Regions from separate parts of the Pan troglodytes genome. Here region 2 is linked to region 1. The links are chromatin contacts, called in public HiChIP or PLAC-seq maps. All regions are on one chromosome and are shown on one strand. Each heading gives the region's core, a stretch centred on a gene start, on an enhancer-like site or on the middle of the called end of the contact. The rest is flanking DNA. Distances are from core to core; before and after follow the strand shown.

Evidence for each region. HiChIP or PLAC-seq counts read pairs in DNA pulled down with a chosen protein or histone mark.
Region 2: an H3K4me3 HiChIP or PLAC-seq map of stem cell-derived excitatory neurons shows a contact between it and region 1, with 2.9 times the contacts expected there. The contact joins the promoter of GPBP1L1 here to the promoter of MAST2 in region 1. A contact is called at or near these places in 1 of 7 Hi-C or Micro-C datasets (stem cell-derived neural progenitor cells) and 1 of 1 datasets of contacts at active chromatin or transcription factors (stem cell-derived excitatory neurons).

The regions. Positions count from the first base shown.
Region 1 is chr1:185,162,615-185,165,698 of NHGRI_mPanTro3-v2.0_pri, reverse strand. It overlaps MAST2 (microtubule associated serine/threonine kinase 2), which reads left to right and starts at 1,435. Exons shown (of 29, transcript XM_063781249.1): 1 at 1,435-3,084. The coding sequence starts at 3,014.
Region 2 is chr1:185,279,804-185,283,036 of NHGRI_mPanTro3-v2.0_pri, reverse strand. It overlaps GPBP1L1 (GC-rich promoter binding protein 1 like 1), which reads right to left and starts at 1,790. Exons shown (of 12, transcript XM_054682638.2): 1 at 1,572-1,790. It overlaps TMEM69 (transmembrane protein 69), which reads left to right and starts at 478. Exons shown (of 3, transcript XM_063802542.1): 1 at 478-2,647.

The sequences.
Region 1 (3,084 bases), core at 186-2,685:
CAAGTCACAGGCCTCATCTCCATTCATGGGAAGGGATTACATAAAGGTGTAAAATACTGGGAAGCAGGTAGAGCAGGAGGACTAGCTTAGAGTCTATCTGCCCAATAACTCTCGCAGTACCAGTATGGAAGGTGAGAAGGTAGAATGGGTTCTGGTCCTTAAGTTACCAAGGCTGAGTCAGTGGGTTCTCCTGCCAGAGACTGTTGATCTGTAATGATGATGCAACTATGAAGAGAGGGTTAGAATTACTTTGCAGGGGTGCACAGTAGCAGCGCAGCTCATTGCCTGGTGGTTGTGACAGCAGTGTCCTGAGATTGTCCCTGAGGTTCAGTCTGTGGGGGCTCCTTGTTTCCTGCCAGCTACGTAAGCCTTTTTCTCCTATCTCTGTTCAGCTCTGTGATCCATTCTATGTAGCTTTCTAAGAAATTACCCCTTAGGCTTAAGATAGTCAGAGTTGTTTGTTATTTGTAACTAAGGATGTGACAGACCCTGTACATGTAGCTGGAATAATTATAAATAGTTGTCACCGCATGGATTAATGGGAGAAGGAGAGGGAGGTAGAGGCCAGATTTGGATGGCCTTGCCAGCCATAGTAAGTTTACACTTCATCTTGAGATTCATTTAATTGCTTTTTTTTTTGAGATGGAATCTCGCTCTGTCGCCCAGGCTGGAGTTCAGTGGCGCGATCTTGGCTCACTGCCAGCTCCGCCTCCCGGGTTCACGCCATTCTCCTGCCTCAGCCTCCCGAGTAGCTGGGACTACAGGCGCCCGCCATCACGCCCAGCTAATTTTTTGTATTTTTAGCAGAGACAGGGTTTCACCGTGTTGGCCAGGATGGTCTTGATCTCCTGACCTCGTTATCCACCTGCCTTGGCCTCCCAAAGTGCTGGGATTACAGGAGTGAGCCACCGTGCCCGGCCTCATTTAACTGTTTGTTCTTTTTTTTTTTTTTGAGACGGAGTCTTGCTCTGTCACCCAGGCTGGAGTGCAGTGGCATGATCTTGGCTCACTGCAAGCTCTGTCTCCCAGGTTCATGCAGTTCTCAGCCTCCTGAGTAGCTGGGACTACAGGCACCCACCACCACGCCTGGCTAATTTTTTGGTATTTTTAGTAGAGATGGGGTTTCACTGTGTTAGCCAGGATGGTCTCGATCTCCTGAATTCATGATCTGCCTGCCTTGGCCCCCCAAAGTGCTGGGATTATAGGCGTGAGCCACTGCACCCGGTCCATTTAATTGTTTTAAGCAAGCAAGTAACATATAGGAAGAGTCTTGTGAGGGCTTTTTGAAGGATGAGTTTAAAGACAATGAGACTGGCATAAGTGAACCCGTTAGAAGGCTTTCTCAGTCAAGTAGCTGAGGGAAGATGAGACTTGAGGTGGTGCCAATGGGACGGAAAGAGGAGGCAGATTGGAGAAATAGTGAGGTTATAGAGGCAATAAGACTTGTTCATTTATTGGATGTGAGGAAAGGACAAGGAAGGAGTCCAGGATGATTTCCAGGTTTCTGGTTGAGGCAACTGGATGGGTGGTAAGGAACTGGGACAGGGAATAGAGGAGCAGGCTGGTGACAGGCCGTAGAGCACATTGGTTATGTGCATCCTCCCGGCCTCCCAGAAGGAATCCATCACTTTTTCCACTTTTATAGGTGTTTCCGCACTGTCTTTCTGTCCGGATCTGACAGACCTGGGTTTGAGTCCTGGCTCTGGACTTACAAGCTGTGTGATGTTGAGCATATTATGTAATTTGAGCCTATTTCCTCAACTGTAAAATGGAAATACAACTTACTTCTTGTTTGTGTATGTCTGAATTGAATGCACAGTGTGTGGTATCCAGTGGGCACTCCATAGTGTTGGCTATTTTTATTACTCAGAAAGGCGTCAGGGAAGAGGCCCAGGACAAATGGGTGAAGGCTTTAAGCAAGGCTTCTAGGTCAAAAGAGGAAAAACACAACATGTGGCAGACCAGCTGAAGCCAGAGGGAGGCCAGAGCTGAGCTACCACCACACGTTGCTGAGCAGATGAGTCACCGCAGGCAGCAGGTCAGGCTACCCAGGCCACAGCAGACTGGGCTGGGCTCTACACGATGACTTCATTGTATGCCTTTTTTGTCCTCTCCTCCTCCCAGAAGGAATCCATCACTTTTTCCACTTTTATAGGCGTTTCCACACTGTCTTACTGTCCGGAAAGAGCAAACACGGTGGAAAGGGACAGAAGAGCCAGAATTCCGTCTAGTTTGATCACTGATTTGCTGGGTGACCTGGTGCATTTCACTTCGCCTTAGTCTCTTTATCTGTAATATGAGAATGCGCAGATTTGCCTCCTAAGTGTGATGTGAGAATTAGGTGAGAGTTGGCAGGCACTAAATAAAAAGGCATGCATTAGCCTTCTATTCATTAGTTGTGTTATTCTGTCTCCTTCCTGCTCCCGGCCCCTCTCTCCCTAGTTCCTTGAGGACACCGATCGACTCGAACTCATTTTTGGGTCCCCAGCACTGAGCTTGGCCCAGCAGTTTCATGAATGGATGAATGAAAGATTCAATGGGAGTCCGCAGCCGCTGCCGGCGCGCCGAGAGCCCCGCCCGCTTCTGGTCCTCCGACTGCGCGCCAGGGCCACGGGCGGGTCCTTTGCGACCGTTCGCTGGCGCGTGCGCGGGAGGCGGCGCGCGGCCGGAGGTGGCGGGCGGGCTCCCGGTGCGCGCGCGTGAGGGGCGGGGCCGGCCGAAGGCTGGCTGTAGGCAGGCGGCTGAGCCGGCGGCGGGTGGCCTGCCCAGCGTGTGCTGGGTGGGAGAAGGCGAGGCGGCAGCGATGCTGTCTCTTCCGTGAGGAGCGCAGAGGAGGTCGCGGCGCCGGAGGCCCCAGAAGGCTCGAAGGCGCCGCGGGCTGGGGTCGGTGGCTTAGGGAGCCCGCCCGGCCATGGTGGCCGCGGGTGGTGGTTGGCGCGGCTGCGCTGCGGCCCGGGGCAGTGCGGAGCCGGGACAGTCGCGGCGCTGACGCCCGCGGGCCCCAGCTGCAGATATGAAGCGGAGCCGCTGCCGCGACCGACCGCAGCCGCCGCCGCCCGACCGCCGGGAGGATGGAGTTCAGCG
Region 2 (3,233 bases), core at 541-3,040, 120 kb before region 1:
CGCCAGAACGACTCCAAGATCTCCTACTGCCCCGTTTCCCAAACTCCCACTCACCGGGCAGCGGCGGAGCTATGGCCAGGGACTAGACGCAGCGTCTGAGGACGCGTCCCCAGCTTGTCGACCCGGCAGAGGCGGCTAGTCCACAACCATAACAAAGCTCTTCCCAAAATGGCTGCCCGGCCCACAAGGTCCAAGAGAGGCAGAGCGGGTGGAGGAGGAGGAGCGACCAGCAGCACGGCCCTCCCATCCCCCGTCCGACCCCGCCTTACACACGCCCACCTGAAGAAGCGCATGCGCAAGGGACCTGCTCCGGCGACCCTCCCGGACGCCAGTTCCCTACGCTGCCAACATTCGGCCTCCAGAACGGCGGTTATGCCCTGCCCCGCCCCCGGCTGCCTTCTTCGCCGCTTGAGGCGGCGCGTGGTCGCCTCTGCCCCCTACAGAATTGAATCCTCTGCCTTTCCTCGTGCCGCCTGAGGCACGGACAAGCCTAGTTTAGTACGCCCCTTCTAACCCCCCTGCCCACTTCCAGGGCCTGGGCGCGTATGAATGAGTGGGTGGGTATGCATGTGTGTATCCCTTTTTTCTTCACCCTCCCACAGCCCGCCCCTGGGCCAGTGCGCGTCCCGAAACTACCTCTACAAGGACTTGCAAACCGGTTTCGGAGGAACGTGTGTTTTCCGGCCCTTTCCCACCTTCCGCTCCTTCACGTGTGCGCGTCGTTGAGACTCCAGTCCCCAGCGGGCCACACGGCCTGGCCCCGGGGGCTGAGCGGCTGCGTCGGCCGCGCTACCCGCTGGGAGTAGTAGTTCCCCTGGAGCGCAGGCGTCACTCCCCCGCCCCAGCGAAGGGCGGGATTCCGGCGAGAGCCTGCGCTTGTGACAGTGCCGTTTCTCCTACCTGAAGTCTCATTGGGTATCGCACTACTGGAAGGGGCGGCGCTGCCATGACAGAGAAGGCAATAAAACTGAAGGCCTAGCTCGACTAAAAGCGCTTACTATTAAGGAAGACTTCGCTGTGGCTCCATCCGGCACGGAAAGCTAAACCGTGTAATGGCTGGCAACCAGGAAGCTAGACTACCTAGAATCCGGAGGATTGGAGGGACTGGCCGGCGTGGGCCCCTGAGATTTCCTATTACATGTCTTCAGTTTTATCCATAGACACGGAAGGACACTAAAATTGCCTGGTGCCATTTCCTGTGAAACAAGTCTAGATAAGAGAAGGGACTTGCCCAAGGTCACATAGCCGAGAAATAAAGCCGAGGGCAGTAGGAGAAATGATCTGACTTTCCGAACCACCCCCAAGCCTAGGGCCCTTATCACCACACCTTTCATGGAAGTGAAAATCCTGCTCTTGTGCTCTTTAACCCTTAATGAAGTTTATAGGTCCCAGCAAAGAAAATGGATGTAAGAACTGGGCTTTTTTCCCCCTCTAAATGATAGTAAAGGGCCCTAATGCAGAGTGAGATGTGTCCCCATAGGCCTTATAAACCCTGTTTTGCAAAGTAAAACATAAGTTCCACAGATGGCAAGCAATTCAGGTCACACTGGGCCTAAAATCCCGTTTCTTACCTTCCTTCACCACCATCATTCTGAGATTGTTTCAGTACTTGCACTCTACTTTCCCGAACTCTGTGGGCAGATTCTGCTGCCTGGGAGCCCTGGAATAGAACTTCAAGGACCGTTCAACATCTGGATTCAACTAGAAATTAAGAATGGCCCCCAAACAGTAAGCCGGGCCTAGGAACCAGTTAGCGCAGGTCAAGTCCCTACCCGGACTCATTTTTTTTCAGCCCTCAGGAAGTAGGGGCCTCTCTGAATCCACTTGCCGGAAGTGCCTTTCCAGTGGACCTGGGCTGTTGTTGCGGTTGTTTTCCTTCTCTCCGTGCAACGCTGGCAAGTCTCAAAGTCGCCACAGGTGCAGGTTGGGATGGGAGGCACCAAGGGTTGGTAGTAAATTTGCGACGTTGGGATGGGAGGGCACCAAGGGTTGGTAGTAAATTGGAGACGCGGGCACTCTCGGGCAGGGTTTCCCGAAGACACTGGCGTCTAAACCCCGCCTTCCTTTCTCAGAGGTCAGTTTGAAGCTGGCAGTTTGCAGTCTTCCCACCAGGGCAATGGGAATATTGAGCTTTTTCATTTATATTAGGAGGATTAAGCTTTGAGTCTCAGTCCTTAATCCCGCATCACCTGCCGTCCCTGGACTTTTTAGGTTATCACTTTTTAATACCCACTAGTTGGAAAGCACGTGCCACAGAGGAAAGGGAGTTTCCAAAGATGGGGGGATGGTTGAGATTTTAAATGGAGTGGTCTGTAAAGTCCTTACGAAGAAAGTGATTTTGAACAAAAGTGATGGGTACGCTCTGCGGGCATTTTGGTCTGGGGCTCAGGTGGGTGGGTGTGGGTGTGATCTAAATTCTACTCGGAGGCCCAGGATTACTTACCTCCCTACTTGCTTCCTTAAGTATAGCATGAAGACATTAACTGGTATACAGGATTTCTTGACCCAGCCCTAAGATCTGTGATCAATAAATTAGTTCAATCGATTTTTTTTTTTTTTTTTTTTTTTTTGAGACGGAGCTTCGCACTGTCGCGTGGGCTGGAGTGCAATTGCGCGATCTCGGCTCACTGCAACCTCCGCCTCCCAGGTTCAAGCAATTCTCCTGCCTCAGCCTCCCGAGTAGCTGGGATTACAGGCGACTGCCACCACGCCCAGCTAATTTTTTGTATTTTTAGTAGAGACGGGGGGGAGGTTCACTACGTTGGCCAGGCTGGTCTCGAACTCCTGACCTCGTGATCCACCCACCTCGGCCTCCCAAACTGCTGGGCTTACAGGAGCGAGTCACTGCGCCCTGCCCAATCGATTTTTTAAAATTAAGCAGCAACTGTAGGTTTTTTTAGACATCCCATTCTCTTGGTTAAGAATGAAATTGTCAGATCTAGATCCAAATTATCATTCACCTGTTTTTACTGGCTGCTTACATTAGAGTTTTTAATCAGTCCCTCCTGTGTAAAGTGCTTTGCGTCAGGGACGGTTCTCAGCTATTTACATGTAGTAACTTATTAAGTGTTGTATCAGGCTAAGTGGCATACACCTGCAATCCCAGCACTTTGGGAGGCCGAGGCAGGTGGATTGCTTGAGCTCAGGAGTTCAAGACCAGCCTGAGCAATATGGCAAAACCCCTTCTATACAAAAAATACAAAAATTGGGGCCAGGCACGGTGCCTAATGCCT